Regions from separate parts of the Zea mays genome. Here region 2 is linked to region 1. The links are chromatin contacts, called in public Hi-C maps. All regions are on one chromosome and are shown on one strand. The core of a region is the stretch at or near the end of the contact, and the rest is flanking DNA. Distances in the headings are between cores, read along the strand shown.

Region 1 (7,430 bases), core at 903-3,402:
CGCCGCCACAGTCATCGCCCCAGCTCTGCCCCGTGGCCATGTTGTCGCACTGGCTAGGGCTGGCTCTCCGCCACCTACCTAGTAGCCACCCATGCTTCATTCGTCGACGAACATTGTCACACCCGTGTTTTAGGGGCACCAAGACCCGGGCGCGAACATAATCACCAGGTGTGCTGGGACCAAGTCTCACACATATGATGAATCATGGCACAGGATCAAATGTCACATCTTTACTATATAACATGAGTTCTATACAAAATAAATAAATAAATACATCATGTGAAGACAACGGCCCAACAACCCAAAGTTGACTGGGAGACGACGGCCTAGACCTCTCACGAACTCGACACAACATCCTCCATGTGCCTCCTCTTGTGGTACCTGTTCTTGACCTGCGGGGGGTGTGAGACAGCAAGAGTGAGCTCACATTCGTTCATAGCTCAACAAGTTGTGGGGAATAATGTGCATGAACTCGCCAAAGGCGGGAGCTCATGTGAAGTGTAAGGCTTACCAAAGAGGATGGCTGAAGCTGAGCATTGCTTTTAAAGTTGATCAAAAAATTATTAGCAATTACTAAGTATAAGTGAATATCAACCCAATTAAGTAGTAGAACAAAATTAATAACAACACCTGCGATGCAATGCATATGACAAATTGAATTTAGTTCCATAAATTAATCATGTGAGAGTCCTGAGCTGCTGTTGACCGTGAGCTCAGCTAGTATACCAATTTTACACTCTGCAGAGGTTGTATCCTTTACCCACAAGTCGTGTTTCCCATGTCGCCAGGGTTAGCTAGACCCTTAGACACTACCGAGGTGAATGACTAGGGATCCACTACAAGGCCTTTACAAAGTTCCACTAGCTTCCGAAAACCCGCTACGGTTTATGGGAAGAGCACTTGCAAGAATCCCCCGTCTGACCACCATCGCAGCAAAATCAACCCGAGAACCTCCTTGCATGCAACTCCCCTACTGCCCTTGCCCCTTTCGGGTAAGGTAGTCTTCCACTAGCTTTCCTAATTAGTTAGCCAAAGGGTCCCATTCCTCCCTTGGTGGCACGTGTTTCTCAAGTTAAACTCCATGTTCCAATTAACAATAATATAATGATCTTGACATGAACATAAATAACATAACAGAGTAACTGGAACATGGATATAACGAAATATTAACCCAAAACCATATAAAGCAATAGACCCAATGATTTAGGGGTAAACAAGGTAAAAGATAATCAGACTAGGGTGACCTATTGGGTCCCATCAAAATTAAACATATGCATGAATAAGTGATATTAAAGAACATTATTGGGTAATAAATGTGGTCAAGGGCACAACTTGCATGGGACTTGAGATTCTAGGTACCAGGATGATCTTGAGATGACTCGTAACCTTGCTGCTAGTCGTAGCAATACGAACAAACATGGTATAGGCAAAATTAACATCACACCAAACGTAAGAACATACTGAATAATAATAATCTACGCGTCGCTACGAGATCGTGGGATCGAGAACCGCTAAATTCGGGGTTACAGTTATGAAGTTATGGTTTTCCGAAGATCCATGTGGTTAAATATATAATAGACTAAGTGCAACATTTTAACCTATATCTCTTGGCAAAACAAAGTTACCAGATAATAATAATTATTATTGTGAGACTAATGCAACTAGAATGGATCAAAACGGAGTTACGGTTATTGAGTTATGAATTTCTGAAGTTATTTAGCACCTAGAATAGATTAATTCAAATAAACAGTTTTAATTCAGTTTCATGGCTAAACAAAGGCACTAGGTGATAGACAATATTATTACAAAATTATAGAAACTGAAATGGATCAATTTGAACTTAATATGAATTTTCTATGAATTATACAAGTTTCTGGAATTATTTTTGTATTAGAAATCACTTTATATAATTAATTTTCTATTTCCATTGTTCTCTGGACTGGACGCACAAACATCAAAACATACAGGGGCTATCTCGCAAAAGATCATAAGACTCAGGATTCCCCCGCACTGGGTCGATGGGTTAATTGTGGCAAAGGGAAGGGGCTCTTAAGTAAGAATGCCCAGCGAAGGGGGTAAGCTCTGATCACAGCCGTCCAATCAATAACAGAGCGCCAGGATTATATTTATTTTAAAACGAACCGGTATACGATCCGGGCTGCCCATCATGCGATCCACGGCCCTGATATCACGGCGCCAAGATCAGTCTCTGGCCGTCTGATCTTATACCTACGGCTCAGATCTTAAGCCCGAAGGGTTATAACCCCGATCTAATCTCCCGCGTCCGTTCACGATCAAATAGCAGGGAGCCATTCTTCCTTACATCCACGATGGAGCCACGCGACCAACACGGCGGTGCACCAAGCTCACACGGCGGCGCCATTGCCAGACCGCGCCTTTCACTGATCCGGGCCCGAAACCCTAATCTGAGGTATGCTATGCGCAGATAAAACATAGGGGAATTAGATGAGAGCCCCATACCGGTTTCTACGCTGCACAGTGTTTTGCCCACGATACAGGTGGCTCCGCGGTTCCGGTGAGCAATCACCACCGCCCCGACTGTTGATCCCCGCCATCGAGTCCACGAATAACCCCACCAACCTCCCGCGATGCACCCTGACCCAAGAGGAGATTCCTAGGCACAAGGTCACCGGCGTCGGATATGAGTCTCTTCACCTATGGCGGCGCACGATGGTCACGGGGCATGTCCCTACCTTTATATGTGTTGGGGAGGGCGATTTCAAGTCGAGGAGCTCCGTTGCGGTAGTGCGCGCCGTTGTAACAGACTCTGAAGGAAGCGAAGGTGGATAAGGCTGGTGCGCGGACCCCGCGTGGAGGAATGGCTGACGGATGCTCCGACGTGGGAGGGAGACGAACCTGGTGAGTGGGGTCCACGAACCAGTGAAACGGCGCCAAGAGCAAGCGGCCGCGCGAAGAGAAAACATTTTTGGGTCGGCGGGGGAAGGAAATAGAAGATGGCCGACTGAGAGAAGGCCCAAGCGTGGGTTTCTTTTATTTTTTTTACATTTTTCCTTTTTCTTTATTTTCAGTTTTCTTTTCTATATAAATTCCTACACAATTTCAAATTCATGGTTGAACTTCAAATTTCCATGTGTCCAAATTATTGTGAATATAACTTCCACTGCTTATTATTTATTATTTTTCCTTGTTATATATTTATGGGAGGAATAAATGTTTTCATTATAAATTTCCTTTCTCATTTTCCCATCTTTTGTTTTTATTTAAAATTTGGAGATCTAATTTGTGTTGTTAATAAAATTTATTACCATAAAATCTACAAGAGATCAACCTTCCTTTATCCATTTACTGGTCACTTAATATAACTTAATGTTGTTTTTTTATCATGAGGAAGTAGAATCCTAACAGATTTTCAAAGGTCTTCAAAGATTCTCACAACATTATACTTTTATTTTTTTATTCTATTATTTTACTATTTTTTTCTACCAATTTTTGGGCTTTACAAACGTCCTTGATCTCCCCCATCTTAGCAACAACATTGTCGTTGTCCGCATCCCCGCGTAGATCAATTGCCTGATCCGTCACCCGTTAAGCAAATGTTTCACGATTAGAAGTACGATTAGGATAATAGTTAAATAGGGAATGTTTATTTTCGTCGGTTTTATGGCTGATAGGAGTTAACTGTAATGCGACTACAATTTATTTAATATTGTTAATTGTTAGTGTGATTTGACTTAATATGATTTGATGCATGATACTTGTCATTTCTAACTTGATGTTGAAAATATGAACCGATGAATTTGATGTTATTAGTTAATAAATTTGATGATGATTTGATGTTATGCAAATATTAATGATTTTTATAGATTTGATGATGCAAATATTGTTAATGGATGGATGTAATGTTATGAAAATATTAATTTTATTATATTATTGTTGCACTATATATATATATATATAGTTTTACTACTTATTTTAATCGAGCCATTACATAGTTATGATTTTTGAAACATATGTGTTACATATTTCGGACCGTTATACATCACATGCATCGCTTATGTGCCATTTCTTCAATTGTATGGACATGATGACCTGTTAGGTGTGCTTCAATTTAATCTAGTTTCCCTTCTGCCTCCATCAGCAAACCAAGAAGATGATTGCAGTTTATCCGAACAACGACGAAGTTTGGGACGAGAGAGTAAAGCAGTGGCGGGTGAGTAGACACCACATTTTTGCGCCTTTGGTGAACGAAAACAGAGGTGTCAATATCATTTTGCGTGTTGTACAACTGTTATACTATATTGTTGATGTGCCGTGGCAATATATATAAACTAAACACAAACACACCTTTTAAAACGTTGGAGCAATTTACCAGAAAACCCCAAACTGTCATTCCCAGCCCAAGCCGCAATATGGGCACTATCCAGCCCAAGTGCCCAACCAAACCGCACTGGCACTTGGTTCCCACCGGCTCCCATGAAGACGGAGATCCGGGCCCACCCGCACATCACGTCACGGGAAAGCGCGGTGGCAACCGTCTTCTCTTCAGCGGGTGTACGTGTTACTCGGGCGCCTAGTGGGCCCACGTATGACCAACACACAACGCGTCGTGTTGTTTCATCAGCAATACTATACTGACTCGTGCCGCAGACACGTTGATCGGCATTGTGCAACGCACAGCCCGTGACCCGGCGCAACGAAAAACAGCAGCGGACCAGGTATATCCCCTCCCGAGGAAAATGCTACAGCCACACGTACCCAGCTCACGACCTTGTGGGCCCGGTTAGTCAGTTACTTCGTGAGCTGGCTACGGGTGCGCGTAGCAGCGTATCGGAAGGCGCCTTTCTCGAGGTGCGAGCACGTCTCCGAGGCCCAGCCCACTACGAGGGGAAGCGACAAGCGAACGGGCGCTTTGATTTTTACAGAAGCGTCTCTCTCCTCAGTCCTCTTTCCCTCTCGCTCCCGGATCTGAACTCCTCCGAAAAAATCGTACCCGAGAGAAACCCTAGCACTGGAGGTTTTCCGCCGTGGCGCCTCGCCGGAGACCTCCGCTCGCCGTGGCCGCCGACGCGTCGCCCTCGTCGTCCCCCCGGAAGTCCGGCGAAGATGCGCCGCCGCCCGCCGGGAGCACGCCGGCGGCGGCGGCCGGCGTCACCCCGTGCGAGCAAGCCAGGAAGGCACTGTGTGTGCGGTCGCCGTTTGATGGGGAGGAGGCTGCTGGACGGGACCCCTGGCTGCCATCCCGTGTTGCCAGATGGGCGGCGGTGGGCGACGTGCGGAAGAATCATAAGAAGAGCCAGCCCCAACAGCAGCAACCGGAGCCATCCCCTCCCCTGGAGCAGAACCCGAGAGTGCCTGCCGGGCGCAAGGGCTTTTGGGAGAAGTTGGAGCCCTATTTTCGAGAGTTCACAGTGGATGATTTGGAGGAATTATTGACGAAGCATCATTTCTGTGCTAGCCAGATTGATCCATGTTTTGTGATACCTGTTGTGGGCTCTAAGGAGTTAGGGGAGAATTCAGATCTATCTCATGCTTTTGAAGTAGATGAAAGTCCAGAGTTGAGCTCGAATTTGGGCAACCATAACAAGGATTTGGATAGGAGCAAAGATGATATTCAGGACAGCTTGGATTATATTGGAGGCAGTGTAGAGCTGATTACTCAAGATGAGAGTAATAAAGATAATTGTGATCAGGACATGCAGGAAGTGATTGTGCAGCAAGAGGAGCAGCCGGTTGAAATCGCTTTAGATCAAAGCAGGACTGATAGCATTGTTTTACCGGGATCCAGAGAAGATCGGTGGCGTTCTCTGAGCTGGCTCTTAGGAGCAAGGGGACGGTTTGTGCTCACTTCAGAGCGTCCAAACAAGAAGAGGAAGCTCTTAGGTGCAGATGCTGGGCTAGAGCAACTTGTACTTCTGCCATCCCCTGAAGGCGAGGCTGGTTCAGTCTGTGATGTTTGTTGTTTGGGAGAAAGTGACATGGTGTCTAACAGGATGCTTCATTGCAAGAACTGTGAGATATCTGTGCACCAGAAGTGTTATGGTGTGCATGTTGTGCCAGATCGTTTCTGGTTTTGTGTTTGGTGTACCCGGAATATTGGGATGCCACGGAGGTTGACACGGAGCGATGCGTGCAGGACTGTGTTAATGCCCTGTGTGCTCTGTCCAAAGGAGAAAGGTGCTCTGAAACCTTTCAAAAGGGACCCTGGTCCATCCATAGATGGAGGAAACCAGGAATTTGTACATTTATTTTGTAGTCTCTGGAGACCAGAGTTTTATGTTGAGGACATGGAATCAATGGAGCCTGTCACCAATGTAGTAGATACCCAAGAGAATCAATCAAAATTGGTGTGCAGCCTTTGCAAGGTCATGCATGGTGCATGTGTCCGCTGCAGCCATGGTATGTATTTTGAACATAATCACTCTGATTCTAATATCAAGCTACATTCGTCTCCTATATCTGAGAACTGACTTATATGCCTGAATCTTTAATTTGTGATATGTTGTGGCACAACCTTATGGCATCACAAGGCAATATCCATTTTTTGTTCTGGACAGCGAGACTCTACTATTTTATCCTAATGTGTCTTTAAGCTGCAATAATTCATTCTCTTTCCCTTTATATATCTTCTCTTGTGATATCCCAGTTTCACTTATTTGAAATCTTATAAAAGTAAAATGCACCAGCACTCTTTGAACTTGTACCGCCGTGTCTTTCATAGTTCCATGTCCTGAATTCACATATGAGTTCCTAAACTAGTTAAGCGTGCCATTTTTCAATATCTAAATCATTGTAATCAGCATGTGACTGAGAAGATACCTCAGTCCCTTATTAAAAGCAATTTTTTAAAATATGTTTTGGTTAAGTCATTTGCTTGCTGACTGTATGCCATGCCACTCAAGCATTTCTTGATTGATGTCTTGTCATTGTCAATATGCCTCCCGTTAGGTTGCCATTGTAAGCTGAAGCCATCAACATTTGGATTTAACCATATTTGTGAAAGAGCTGGCATTTGACTATTTGAGATATGTTGCATGGATAGTTGCACTTGAATAGGCAACCCAAGTGTTTCTCATTAACTAACCGTTTTGCTGTTCTAGGTTTTTAGGGATCTTAACAACATGAATCATTAGAAAAAAATACTGACAACTCATACAAAAGCAAATTGACCAATGAAAAAGGAGTTAATTAGTTGCAGAACCAGTAAGGTCTATGCTATTATGTTGGATCTGTTAGAGTGGACGCACTAACCAGTTCAACCCAAAAGCTTAAGCTGATGGGAGAAGGTAGTTTATCCACTTATACACTTCAACACCCCCACTCACGTGCAGCCAGAGAAAAAGGCGCAAACACAGCCAAAGAGAAAGGCGCAAACGTGGAAATAAATGGGTGGAGGCACAAATAAAGCCTCTGCCAGGATTCGAACTCGAGACCTGTGGCTTTGATACCAT
Region 2 (7,407 bases), core at 3,515-6,014, 150 kb before region 1:
CGAGGACGAACCTCCGCAGCGTGAGAAGGACTTGTCCTCGCCAACGGGGGTAGTGGGGAGACGCCGGATCCAACACCACGGACACGAGAGCCCGGATGTTGTGCAGACCTGCGGCTTGAGCGTGGAGAGCAGCGATGAGGTCGGCGTCGAGGTCAGAGGCGAGGGGGTCCTCCGGGGGTTCCACAGGGGCGACCGGTGGGCGGCCGAGGAGGCGCTGCGTGGTGGCCATCTGGGTGGTCAGAGCGGCACCCAGGGCACGCTCACGCTCCAGGGCGAGGGAGGCGGCGCGCTCACGCTCCCGCGAGGCCATCACAGCCGCCTGGATCGTAGCGAGGGTGTCGCCGAGTGTGGAGTCGGTACCGGGGGGTGCCGCGAGGGCAGGAAACCCCGATGGAGAGCCTCGACGGTGGGCCGGGGAAGAGACGTCGCGGATGGGTCGTAGGCCGACGATGTAGGGAGCCTCGGCATCGGCCACGGAGCGGCCGGGGCCCATGGGGTGGGTCTGGCCGGTAGCAGGAAGGCCCAGGGAGGTGACGCCGGCGGCCAGGGAAGCGGGGGCCGCGCCCAGGCCCACGGTGTGCGGGGGGGTCCGCCATGGGCAGAGGGCGCGGCGGCGGGCAGCAGAGGGCTGCAGAGGGGGAGGAGGGCGCGCAGGCTGGGGCGCGACCCGCAGGGAGGAGAGGCGCGGCTGGCACTTGACAGGGCGCGCAGGCTGGGCGGCAGCTGGCACTTGACAGACGCGCGGATCCGGCGGGTGAGCACGCCGGAGATGGAGGGCGCGGCCGGGGAGAGGTGGGAAGCAGAGATGGCGTGGACGGGGCTGCTCGGCGCGCGACGGTCGGCGGCTGGAGACCGGCGGCCGTCGCAGGGGAGATGAGGGAGAGGCGCGGACGTTGGCTGGGGGCCGGTGGCCGACGCAGGGGAGAGGAGGGAGAGGCGCGGACGTCGCAGGGGAGAGGAGGGAGAGGGGCCGGCGGCGGGGGCCGGCGGCTGCAGGGGAGGGGAGCCCCCTGGCGGCTGCGCAGGGGAGAGGATGCCCCTGGCGGCTGTAGGACAGGAAACAGAAAACCTAAACCTAGGCTTTGATACCATGTTGGAAACTGAACCCATGCCCCTAACCAGGGATGGGGAGTAGTATTAACAGACTTAGTAACTGGGCCAGACCCATTACAGTGAGGGGTAAGGCGGTAATTACATGGGGAACACCCCGAACCCTAGAATCCTAGATGGGTAGTCTAACAGATTCGCACCGCCCTATTCATTAGCTGGAGGCCTGGACATGAAGAACACCTTCCTCCACGGCCACCTCAAGGAGGCCATCTACTGACAGCAATCGTCCGATTTCATCGACCTGCCACGCCTAACTATGTCGGTCTCATGCAGAAGTCCTTGTATGGGCTCAAGCAGGTGTCCTGGGCTTGGAACCAACGCTTCAACATATACATTTACAACATCGGCTTCACTACGTCCAACGGTCCAAGTCTAACACAGCTTTGTTTGTCTAAAAAACAGAGATCGTGTCGCATACCTACTCTTTGTCAATAACAATAACATCATTCTCACAGCATCTTCTAGTGATCTACTCCAACCCATCACGACATGTCTCCACTCGAAGTTCACCATGACATATCTTGGCACCCTCCACCGCTTCCTCGCCATATCCGTGATGCGCAACAACTCAAGGTTTTTCTTGTCGCGGTCAGCGTGCTGGTATGTCAGAATATGACCCCATTGCCAGGCCTATGGGCAAGCAGGCCAAGTTGCCTGCCACCGCAGGCTCACTGATTGTTAACCCTTCTGAGTACTACAGCCTTGTCAGTGCTCTCCAATACCTCACCCTAACGCGGCCTGACTTAGCATATGATGTTCAACAAATGTGCTTGTTCATGTATGATCTCATGTACCACCCCTATGCATGGCTATATATATGAAAAGAATCCCCCCCCAATAATGGGTGTGTAGTGATTCCCCAATACCTTTCTATACTAACATGTATAGTCGTATACAACATATTAGATATGCATACTTGACTAGTTCTTTCAAACACTGCAACCAGATCAAGAATAGATTGTTGGCTTGAAGTATTCGTGCTTGGTTGGAAAAAAAATACACAGATGAGTTTCACTCTTTGACTTCAATTAATTATGAAACTTGTGCCAATTTAGCTCATTGAATTCTTTGTTATTCATATTGATTGCATGCTAACTTGCTGAAAATCCAATTATAAGTACAATATTCTGCTTATCCATATAGACTACCTAACATCCACCTACTACACACCACCAAATCACCTAACTGGCACCTAGCAAATTTTTTAAAACTGATTATGCTAGAAGTATCACCTTTTATTGCGTTCAAAAAAAAGAAGTATCGCCTTTATTAGTAAAAACAATAATAATGTACCATGTTAAAAACATTGGTTTGAGTCATCAATCCAATACCTAACATGTCCTACCAATACCATGCCAAAATAGTAATTAATAAACTTTTCTGGTTAAGAATGGTGGTTTTGCCATCGAGGGTAAAACTGGGAAGGGAAATAAAGCAAACTGCAAAGATAATTCCACATGTTAAGTAGAATAATCACAACAAGCATGCTATCATTTCAAAAAAAACACATAAAAAATATTCAATGTGTTAATATGCAATGAAACACATTAAACGTAGCAGGTATTCAAGCATATAAGCTACCACATAAAAGTTATGAAAATGTGCTAGTCTTATTGGGCACTCAGAAATAAAACAGCTAGTTTACAGTAGATGGTAGAACTGGGATGAGAAAGAAACCAAACTACAAACACAATTCTACTCAACAAGAGTAAACCAGACAGGCATGCAACCCGTTTACTTTTTGAATGAATAAAAAAGATGAGGGAGCATGGCAACCAACTAATTTAAGCATAACCTTGTGGCTTATTCAACGATAAACTCGTTATGAATAAAAAATGCAACCCAATTATCCATGGCATGGCAAGCTGAACTCTAGAAGATTGACAACTATTCTGAACACTAATATTGTGATACAGAAACTTGACCTCAATAGTTGCAGAAACAAACACTTGCCATATATATGAATATGTCCTGGCCTATTTTACTAAGAAAGCTAGAGCTTTAGATTCTGGAAGGAACAAAAACAACCAAACAGTTCCACTATGTAATCAAAAGAAGACTAGATAATCCTTGCGAAGAAAAGACAAGATAAGCACGGTGTAACTATGAAAATGAAAATTTAGTCAATAACCATAAGACTCCAAAAAAAAGAAAAAATCTGGAAGAAAACCGCTAATTTTCCTTCAAACAAAAATCATGCTACAAACATTGCATGGTAAATGTAAAAAACGAATGACATAGCCTAACTTCTTAAAAGTATGTCAAATTTCATAATTTTGTGCACTTTGAGACAAAAATTGGCTATTATGCCATGAGGCTAGAGGACGGGAAAGATACTAAATTGTCAACACAATCAAACCTCATGACTTATGTAAATCAAACAAGCATGATTCTTTTCGATAACTAAATCCGCAAATTAATAATCCATAGTGCATGCCAATTTCCGATGTAAGTTTAACAGCATTTGCACCCTGATCCAATTGTAAACTGATGATAAGCAAAAGAGCAGCCTAATTAGTCCAAGCAATTGAAACAGCAGAAATAAATCGATCTCTCCCACAGATAACAGAGAATGATAAAATCTGTACCCAAGCTAAGGCCCTAGGCCTTTGATGGCATCGATGAGTAGGCCATAGACCTCCTTTTCCAGATCATGTCGGCGCATCTGCATGCGCATATCTGCCTCAAGCTGTCGCCTCCATTTAACCTCAACCACACTAGCTTGCTGCGACCCAAGTAGCACCAATCCCTTCTCCAGTGACACACCTGACATGGTCTGCCCGTTCAACCTCCAGTACTCTCCAAGCACCTCCTTAACCATAGGAAGCTTCACGGACCCCTCCCTATCTTCGTCAATGAATCCCTCATCGGGATCGGTGGTCTCCTCAGCCGTCACGACGGCGTTCTCTTCAGGGCGCGTGAGCTCGGCGCCCCAGAGGGCTGCGCCCAGGTCGCGCAGCCGGTGCTCGTGCGCGGTACTGGAGTCGCCCAGCACGGAGTGCTGGAACTTGCTCTTGAGACGCTTGAGCTTGTAGTACACCTTGGCCTGATCGAGGTGCGGCGCGAGGGAGCCCCTGATGGACTCGAACAGTTCGCCCATGTCCGGGAGGCGCGGCGCGATGCCAGTGCGGTCCTTGAAGGCGGCAGCGCCCGTGAGCAGCGCGACCTCATCGACCTCGCTCCAGAGCTTCTGGACGGCGCCCGCACTACCACGCCCCCCGCCGGACGACGGGGCCGAGGCGGCGGGGACCGAGGCCATGGCCGTGGCGAGCGTGGCAGAATCCGGGAAGGAGCGGTTCGGCTTGCGGTCGCTCTTGCGCGAGGGCGCGGCGGAGCCGTGGTCCGCGGCGCGCTCGCGACGGGAGCTAGGGTTAGGGTTCGGGGAGCGGCCGCGGGACTTGGAGCGGGAGGTGCGTTTCTTGGAGCGCGGGGTGGAGGCGCGGAGGCGCGCGGCGGCAGCGGAGGCGGAGGCGGCTTCGTCCATGGCGTGCGGGGTAGGCCGCTTGGAAGGCATCGGCGTTGTGGGGGCGAGGGCTCGGCAGGCGGGCGATTCGAATTTCGGTGTGTATATCGAGAAATCGGAGAGCAGATGGGGAGCCGAGGCGGAAGGGGAAGGCGAGTCCAGTGGGCAGTGGCGTAGGCTGCAGCACTCTCCACTCCGGAGCTGATATGGGTACGGTTTCTTCGTGGGTTTTCGCGACCCGTCGGCACGCCAGTAAGGCAGTACTGATTTTAGGGCCTGTTTGTTTACCCCCAGATTATATAATCTGGATTAAATAATCCTAAGAGGCAAACAAACAGTCTAGCTTATTTGCCCAGATTATATAATCTAACCTCTTGGATTATGATAATCCATAAGCAAGTGAGAAGGTGCTTATTTCAGATTATTTTTTTCCCACTTCCCCACTACCCTTTCAAGTTTCCTAGAAATTACCCATCATTGCCATTATAATCTACCGAATCGTTTTTGCGCCTATCGGATCGGAGAAGCCCGTCGCCCAACAGAAACACGCCAGATAATCTGGGTAAACAAACATGACTACTCAGATTATATAATCCAAATTATATAATCCAGATTATATAATCCTCCAAAAATAATCCAGATTATATAATCCATTGGGGTAAACAAACAGGCCCTTAATAGACTTGAAAAGGTTGAGGTTGCCTTGACTTCATCTTTTGGTGCAGATGTTGGTCCTAGGGCAATAGACCTTGCCATGAGAATTGCCGAAAGGAGAGGCGAAGAACAAGATTGAAGAAGAAGAAAATGATCGATGGAGACCAAACGACGAATCCACCTCTTCATAAGGTTCGTCGTTCAAATCCACTTCTCATATGTGCTTTATCACTAATGGGAGTGACAGTGAAAGCAAAAATGAGGAGGAGGGGGAGCATGAAAGTGATAGTGAATATGAGGATGATCTTCAACAATTCTTCGCTCAACTAAGCAAGAAAAATTGGATGAGCTTGCTAAAACTCATGAAAAGAGCAAAAGAATAAAAAGAATGCTTCATAAGCTAGAAAACTTCCTCATCAGAAAAATCGAAGACTTAGAGAAGTTGACCAAAGAGAATGAGAAGCTAAAGTGCTCTCATGATGATTTGGTCCAAAGGTATGAAGACATTTCAATTGAGCAAATTAGAGCTGCTAATCATTCATCTTATATTGCTCAATTAGAAAATAAAATTGTTATGCTCAAGAACATGATAGAAAAGCTAAATATTGAAAATCTAGCTTTACAAGAAAAACATGATATGCTTGTGTGCTCTCATAATAAATTTATAGATTCACATATCATGCTAGAAATGGCTCATGAGGTTGTGTTAACTAATTTGAAATCATACCAACCTTACATATGCACATGTACTCAAATAGAAACTATATTATCATGTGCAAACAAATGTTGTTCTCAAGAAAGCCAATCTTACATTGATCAAGAATTTTCAGGAACAAGTAATGTTTTCTATGCAAAAGAAAACAATGAGCTCAAGGAAGAAAATGAGAGGCTAAAAAGGAGCTTGACTCAATTGAAGAGAAAGTGTTATGACCAGCTGCCACTATAGGCGCCGGATAACAGCAGAGGCAACAGATAGACATGCAAATTAGTTGGATACGGATCTACACATGCAGTTTAGTTGGATAAGGATTAGAAGATTAAGGAGATAAAATTTGTTAGAGAGAAAAGAGGGATTTGATCTCATTAGATAAGTACTAGAAGGGAGTATAAATAATTGTAAGCACCACCCTATATGGAATTAAGCAGAAACAACTATAGTTTCCAGCTTCCCTCTGGGAGTTGGGAGAGACCCTAGTCGCCACTGTTCATCGCGCTACTGTTCATCAGTGTGTTCTTCCGTTCAACAGCCCATCTCCCTCTTTCCCTATGCCCAGCATCCATGGCGCCCAAACACAGCCGTGGGCATTTCCTCCCTCGCCTAGCCCCCTCGCACTCATACAATCTAAGGCCAATCCGTGGTAGGGATCGTATTCCTATCAATCTGGTATCGGCTATGTCCAGTGATCCGTCCGCGCCGCTGCCCTCCTCGCCATGAACGCCGTCGCTTTCTCAGGCGTCGGTGTCGTTTCCATTAGCTGTGGTGTCGTCCACGGTGCCGTCCACCGGTTATGTGCCGCCAGGCACCTCATCTGTTCCCCTGACCCTGGATTCCCTCGCTGAAGTAGTCTGGGAAATCTCACGGAACATGGCTGTCATGCAGGGAAACATGATCGTGATGCAGGGGAACATCTCCTCCATCCATACCTACATCACCGGCGCCCAGAACTCACCGCAGCCACCGCTGCCTGCCTCCACCCCCATGGCACTGCCGCCCAGCCCATCTGTGCCACCGCCCACCACATCTCTCCCAACATCCACCGCTGCCGCATCCTCCATGGCTGGGGCTACGCCTGGCGTACCGCTGCACTTGATGCAGTGGCCCGAATCACCGTCGCAAGTCCCATCATATATGCTGCAGCCGTCGATCTACTCTACTCCGGCGACCATCACGTCGTCAGTGGTGCAGTCTGAAGCCCCCCACGCGCCGGCCTCTGGGGGGTCTTCTACGGAGGCGTCGAGGGAGTCCTCTTCTATGAACCCATGACCCAGACAGCCTCCTCCGGGGTCGTCGAGCCCGCTGCTGGCCTGGGCTATAGCCAGGCGGCACAGGCTCCCCCTCGCTACTACAAGATCGACTTCCCCACCTATGATGGAAGCGTCGACCCCCCTAAATTGGTTGAACCAATGTGAGCAGTTCTTCCGGGGCTAGCGCACCCTGGTTACTGACCGCACTTGGCTCG

What was found. A called contact is a pair of places that touch in the nucleus more often than the background predicts.
Region 2: a Hi-C map of ear shows a contact between it and region 1, with 9 times the contacts expected there. The contact joins the promoter of LOC103629895 here to the enhancer-like site in region 1. A contact is called at or near these places in 8 of 25 Hi-C or Micro-C datasets (bundle sheath, ear, leaf and 1 more) and 1 of 3 datasets of contacts at active chromatin or transcription factors (leaf).

Annotation. Positions count from the first base shown.
Region 1 is chr6:121,039,728-121,047,157 of Zm-B73-REFERENCE-NAM-5.0, reverse strand. It overlaps a transcript of LOC100279001 not described here. Among protein-coding and RNA genes, the nearest start is that of LOC100279001, 10 kb to the right of the region's middle. Within about 2 kb of position 2,152, at least 11 of the 20 cell types and tissues checked have an H3K27ac peak or open chromatin away from gene starts, as enhancers often do. A contact at or near this core is called in ear and tassel, where this site is marked.
Region 2 is chr6:121,191,885-121,199,291 of Zm-B73-REFERENCE-NAM-5.0, reverse strand. It overlaps LOC103629895 (STOREKEEPER protein), which reads right to left and starts at 4,764. Exons shown (of 2, transcript XM_008650991.4): 1 at 3,699-4,764. The coding sequence starts at 4,624. The coding sequence ends at 3,704.